Regions from separate parts of the Zea mays genome. Here region 2 is linked to region 1. The links are chromatin contacts, called in public Hi-C maps. All regions are on one chromosome and are shown on one strand. The core of a region is the stretch at or near the end of the contact, and the rest is flanking DNA. Distances in the headings are between cores, read along the strand shown. Region 1 holds the start of LOC103626584 (cyclin-T1-1). Region 2 holds the start of LOC100273833 (Phosphatidylinositol/phosphatidylcholine transfer protein SFH8).

Region 1 (2,754 bases), core at 136-2,635:
GACCCGGCCCGAACCCGTTTCGGCCCGGTACGAATAGTGCCGGGCCAGGCACGGCCCGTTGATGCTTCGGGCCGGGTCGGGCTGGCCCACGTGCCTAGAGACATGCCCAAACCCGGCACGCCCAGGGAAAAATCGTGTCGGGCCGGCCCGTTGACCCGGTGGGCCTCAACGGACCGGGCCGGGCCGGGCACTGGCCCGAACCAACAGTAGAGCGGTATATAAATACATATATTTAACAGAATTAATCATATATAATAACATATTATTTACATATATTAAGACAACAAAATATTTATGTATGCATTTTATATTTATGTATACATTTTATATATGTTTTGTCGCGTATTTAGTATTTACATATTATGAGAGAATTAAATGTATTTATATATTTAGTATTTACATAAATATGCGGGCCGTCTTCGGGCCGACTCATTTATCGGGTCGGGCCGGGCCAAAGCACGCGGGCCACCAAATCTGTCCATACCCGGCCCGCTAAACGGGTCGTGCCGGGCCGTGTTTGGACCGGGCTAAATTCGTGTCGTGCCACGGGCCAAACGGGCAGCCCGCACTGTTTGGACATCTATAATCTCATCTAAACTACCACACCACTACAAGTAGCAGATTGAAATCAACCAGAGACGAAACCGCGATCAACGGCAATACAATGAGGCTGTCGTTGGCATAATTATGGAGTATCTCATCTAAACTACCATACCACTACAAGTAGCAAATTGAAATCAACCAGAGACGAAACCGCGATCGAGGGCAATGCAATGAGGCTGTTGTTGGCATAATTATGGAGTATCTCATCTAAACCACCATAACACCACAAGTAGCAGATTGAAATCAACCAGAGACGAAACCGCGGGGGAGAGAGGAGAGCTCAATCGATCACTCACAGTCGGAGTCTGATGCACACGTCGCGGATGAAGGAGCAGTAGGTGGCCCGGAGCTCGGCCTCCTTGGCCGCGCTGACGCCGTCCCGCCGCGACGGCGAGCCGCTCTCGATCTCCTCCCGGCTCACGTACCACGACGGGCACCGCTCGCCGCAGCGCCCCTCCCCGTCCTCCTCTCCCCGCGCGGCGCCCATCGCGGACGATCGCCACCGCACCGCACAAACGGCGTGAAGAAAGACCGGAAGGCCAGACCTTGGCCTAGGGGAAAAGAGAATCGGAGTCTCGTCGAGGGTTGGCGGCGGGTGACGCACCGAAAGCTTGAGGGCCAAGCAAGAGGGGCTCGGCTCTCGGGGTCGGGGGTGTTGGTTGGCGGCAAGGGCAAGGCAACAGAGGGACGCGCCGAAGCGGAACCGGATGGGATGGGGCTCTCGTTCGTCGTCTCGTCCGGGTGGGCTAACGAACGGAACGTCTAGAGAGGCGGCGGGGCGGAGGAGACCTGACTTGGCGGCTGCGCCACGCGGAGAGAGAGTCGCGGACTCGCGGACGCGTAGCGTACGGCTCGGGATGCCGGTGCGGTTCGTTGGAGGTTCGCCTCCACAGCGGCACGTGCGTGTATACTGTCTATGGCGCGTGGGCCCAGCTTGGGGACGGACGGATACCACCCGATGCCATGTTGGATTGGATTTTTGGGGGGAACATATGCATCTGGTTGTTGCGGGCTTGCGGCAGGCACGCGTTTTAGTTGGCGGACCTCACGGAGGCAGCTCGACGTGCCAGGCGTCGCGATTTTTGCGGATACAGTTTAGCGGATAAGAGAAACTCCAAAATATTGTGTAAACCAATCCAAAACCGATATCAGTAAAGAATAGTGATTTTCTTGTTCCAACTGCTCTTCTATTCTTCAAAAAAAACTAGTCAAATGCCCGTGCTTCGCTACGGTTTTCTGAACAAAATAAATTGTCACGGTTCACGGATACAATTAGGATAAAGCACTGTATAATTAGTACAAACCAGAATGGATTAAAACTAAACAAATAGGTTATGATGTCTCCAAAAAGACCGGAGTCTTGACGTCCCGTCTTGTATGAGAAGTCATAATTACGCGCGTGTACCATGCATCATGGATTTGAACCAGGAAGCAATAACAAAATATTCACAAGTCTCGAGCAATATATAACCTAAGAGTTTATTGTGAAATATTTGTGCAGGTTCTGATAGCTCTAATCAGTACAGTCTCATTAGATTGTACAGTATAAATACATCAGCTGTACCACACTGATACACTGCAGCTAAGCCTTGCTCAACCTGGCTAGAAGACAGATTGCTTACATCTTACTAAAGGCATCGACCTAGGTGCCTATGATCAAACTGGAACTTCAACTAATCCTAACGGCAGGCCCTCCTCCTTCCCTGTACTCCCATGGAAATAATCAACAGTGCCCCTGACCAAGGACCGAATTTTCTTTTCTTCCTCTTGCAACAAAGAAACATCAATTTGGCACTGCTCTGCAAAATGCTTCAACTTGCGGTGAAACCCACTGTGTTCATCCAGACTTCTCATGCTCGTGTTAAGGAATTCTTTGGTTTTGACAATCTTGTGGCCAAGAGTTGTTGTCTTAAAAAAACCAATGTCCATGAATTCAAACAGGATTTTGGTATAGCTCTTCCTCAAAGTCGAACAGTAGCCAGGGCTAGGAGTCCGAGGCTTAAAGTGATGAATCGCAAAACATTTCTATTGCTTTCTAGAGCATAATGTATCCCTTGCTTTTCATCACAGAACAGTTAGAACACAACAACGTTGTGATGAGTGACAGACAAGGTGCACAACTACATGGACCAAAGATGCAAGCTTTACTGA
Region 2 (2,754 bases), core at 115-2,614, 210 kb after region 1:
AAATATGGTTCCAGAGCCAGTAGAAGTATCTATGTCAGTTGTTTACTAACTTCACCGTTGGAATTATGGTATACTGGTTCACATTGGTGTGTTTGGTTGCACGCGGAGGTAGTATATTCTCATGTCAATGTTTTTTATTAGGAATCAATGCAAATAACAGTTCCAACAAAAGGTTATATTGGTATGCCATTTTGTTTCATTTCCTAATCCTGATGGGGTGTAGTCAATGCATGCTGAAGGACCCAAAAATACTTCTACTCGACGAGGCAACAAGTGCTCTGGATGCTGAAGGAGAGCACATTGTTCAAGATGCACTGAACCAAGTGATGGTTAGCAGGACCACCATTGTTGTGGCACACCGACTGTCCACGTTTAAAGGGACAGATATGATCGTAGTCATGAATATTGTCCTGGAGATATCAAACCCTATGTTTCAATCAGTTCACTCGGGTTCACAGGCTCGTTGGAGATCATCCGGGTCCACCCGACACGGTCCTTCTCGAGATCGACGGTGGCATATATCTTGGTGGTGACAGGAAAGCGAGAAGGTGAAGGGGAGACCGGGGAGTACCTTACGGATGAACTTGGGGGCGCCGCCAGTGGCGCGGTGCGGGTTGGAGAGCGACTCGGCCTCGAAGATGGTGGCGTGGAGCGTGCCGTGGAGCAAGATCTGAGTCGAGGAGGCGGCGACTCACCTCCTTGGAGTAGGGACAGCGTCAAAGGGATTCATAGGGACCTGCGACTCACCTCGATGGCGCGCGGCGCGGGATCGACGTCGGCGGCCGGGATTCGTAGGGACGGCGCGTGCGGATCGCGAGCGGCAGATTGTTGACGCACGCGGATCCACCACGGCATGCCGTCGCCAAGGGAGGGGAGGGGAGCGGGGGCCTGGTATGGTCTACACCCGAGAGGTTCGGGCAGGGGGATTCGCCGCGGGTGGGAGGGAATCGCGGCGGGGGGACGGTCGTGCGCGTGATTTGCCGCGGGCAGGAGGGGAATCGCGGCGGGGGCGTTCGTGCGCGGGATTCGCGGCATGCGTTGGCTGCTGAGGCGGGGGCAGTCTACACTGTCCCCTTAATAGTATATAAAAATATATATATCAAAATTATACGAACCTATTAATTAACTAAAATAAATTTTAATTTGGAAGTTAGGAGCTTATAAATAGAGTTTTTATTTTCTCCTATCCATCCTGAGCGGCAGCCGGCGAAGTAGAGTCCCGATTCTGCTGAAACCCAGGGGCTAGAACGTAAACGAGCCGGACGCATCCATAAAGATATCCCGCACCGAATTTCCCCCAATTTCCGGAGGAGGACGCTGCCGGCTGCCCCACCCCGTCCCCTACCTTCGTAGTTCCTCCCTCTTTTTCTCTCTCTCTCCTTCATCAGCTTCGCCCTCCACCTCCATCCTCTTCTTTACTTTAAAGTTACTCCCACTAGCCCCAGCCCCCGCGCCGTCCCATCACCCCCAATCCCAGCCTTCTCCTCCTCGACGACACCACACGCCCCCAAAAAATCCCCCTTCGCCTCGGATTCCCACGCGGCCCTCGAGTCGCCGGCGCCCGCCGACGCCACAGCGAGGTACGAAGCGCGGGCAGATGGGAATCTCAGGCGCGCCGCCGAACCCCGCCCCGCTCTGCTGCCCTTATTTGTTCGATCCTCTTCGGAGTGGGCGATTCTAGGGTTTCTGACGGGCGCGAATGAATGCAGGTGGTTCCGTTCAAGGCTTGGGAGGCGGAAGTAGGGAGCGGGAGGATCCGTTCGCGTCCAGCGCCCGTTGACGCGCCCATGTCGGGCCACCTCGATCGCTTCGCGCGGCCATGTGAGTTCCGAGGCTCCTCCCCTCAACGTGGCCTTTTCCTCCTTAGATTTCTCTCGCGGCCGCATAGGCCCATACGCGTAGGGCGACCGCAATCTCTTGCGGCGTTGATTTTCCATAATCCGACTAGCTGATTGCCCCCCTAATCCCCCAACACCGGCGGCGCAGTCTACCTGGTTTTCCGTGATCCGGCTAGCTGATTATGAGGCATCGGCGAGCTCGCTAGCTAATCATGAGGCATCGGCGAGCTCGCCGGGTTAATTCGCCCTGGTCCTTTTTTGCGGCTCTCACGCGGCGTGTCTGTCTCGCCATGCGCTTTGACCGGTTCAGTGCTGCGTCGTATAGGTCTCGTCGGAGTTTCTTCGACCAGATAGATGGGCGCGTAGCTTCCTACGAAGGAGGGTGGCTGAGCCGGATTTGTCGGTTTCACAATAAACTTCGGGCCTTTGTATTCGTATTGGATTTGTCCCCAGGCAAGTTGTCAACCGTTAAGGTCTCAAACTGATTTCACCATTGGACAGCGCCTTGTTGTCTTGAGCCTTGACCTGTTCAATAGTGGCAAGCTCTGAACCAGTGCAAATCTAAACACCACATATTTCAAAACATGTATGTGCTTCCTTCTGAAACTTGCATACAAGTCGGAATACCTGGAGGCCGGAGTGTTACTGCTAACAGTAAAGTTGTAAACACAGAACCATTTAGTCAGGAACCTTGGCTGGATTCACTGCTAGAAATAATCACTTCGTTGGGAAGTTGTTGTGGCCTGTCACTTCACTTGCTAGCATGATGAGCTTCAGAGGAGCTGAAGGTTGTATATTCAGTTTCTAGAGCTGTAGTTTTCTTTTGAAGTAACTCAGCGTTGTAAGTTTGGCTGAGCTGACTTGGAAGTTTTTTTCCTGGGCAGAACAAGGAGCACAATTCAATTCAATGTCAAGC

The links. A called contact is a pair of places that touch in the nucleus more often than the background predicts.
Region 2: a Hi-C map of leaf shows a contact between it and region 1, with 6 times the contacts expected there. The contact joins the promoter of LOC100273833 here to the promoter of LOC103626584 in region 1. A contact is called at or near these places in 9 of 25 Hi-C or Micro-C datasets (bundle sheath, ear, leaf and 1 more).

What each region holds. Positions count from the first base shown.
Region 1 is chr5:77,976,521-77,979,274 of Zm-B73-REFERENCE-NAM-5.0, forward strand. LOC103626584 (cyclin-T1-1) reads right to left here and starts at 1,386. Exons shown (of 6, transcript XM_008646994.4): 1 at 900-1,386. The coding sequence starts at 1,090.
Region 2 is chr5:78,186,653-78,189,406 of Zm-B73-REFERENCE-NAM-5.0, forward strand. It overlaps LOC100273833 (Phosphatidylinositol/phosphatidylcholine transfer protein SFH8), which reads left to right and starts at 1,365. Exons shown (of 15, transcript NM_001360463.1): 1 at 1,365-1,580; 2 at 1,710-1,821. The coding sequence starts at 1,788. LOC103626588 reads right to left here and starts at 669. Exons shown (of 6, transcript XM_020537684.2): 1 at 572-669.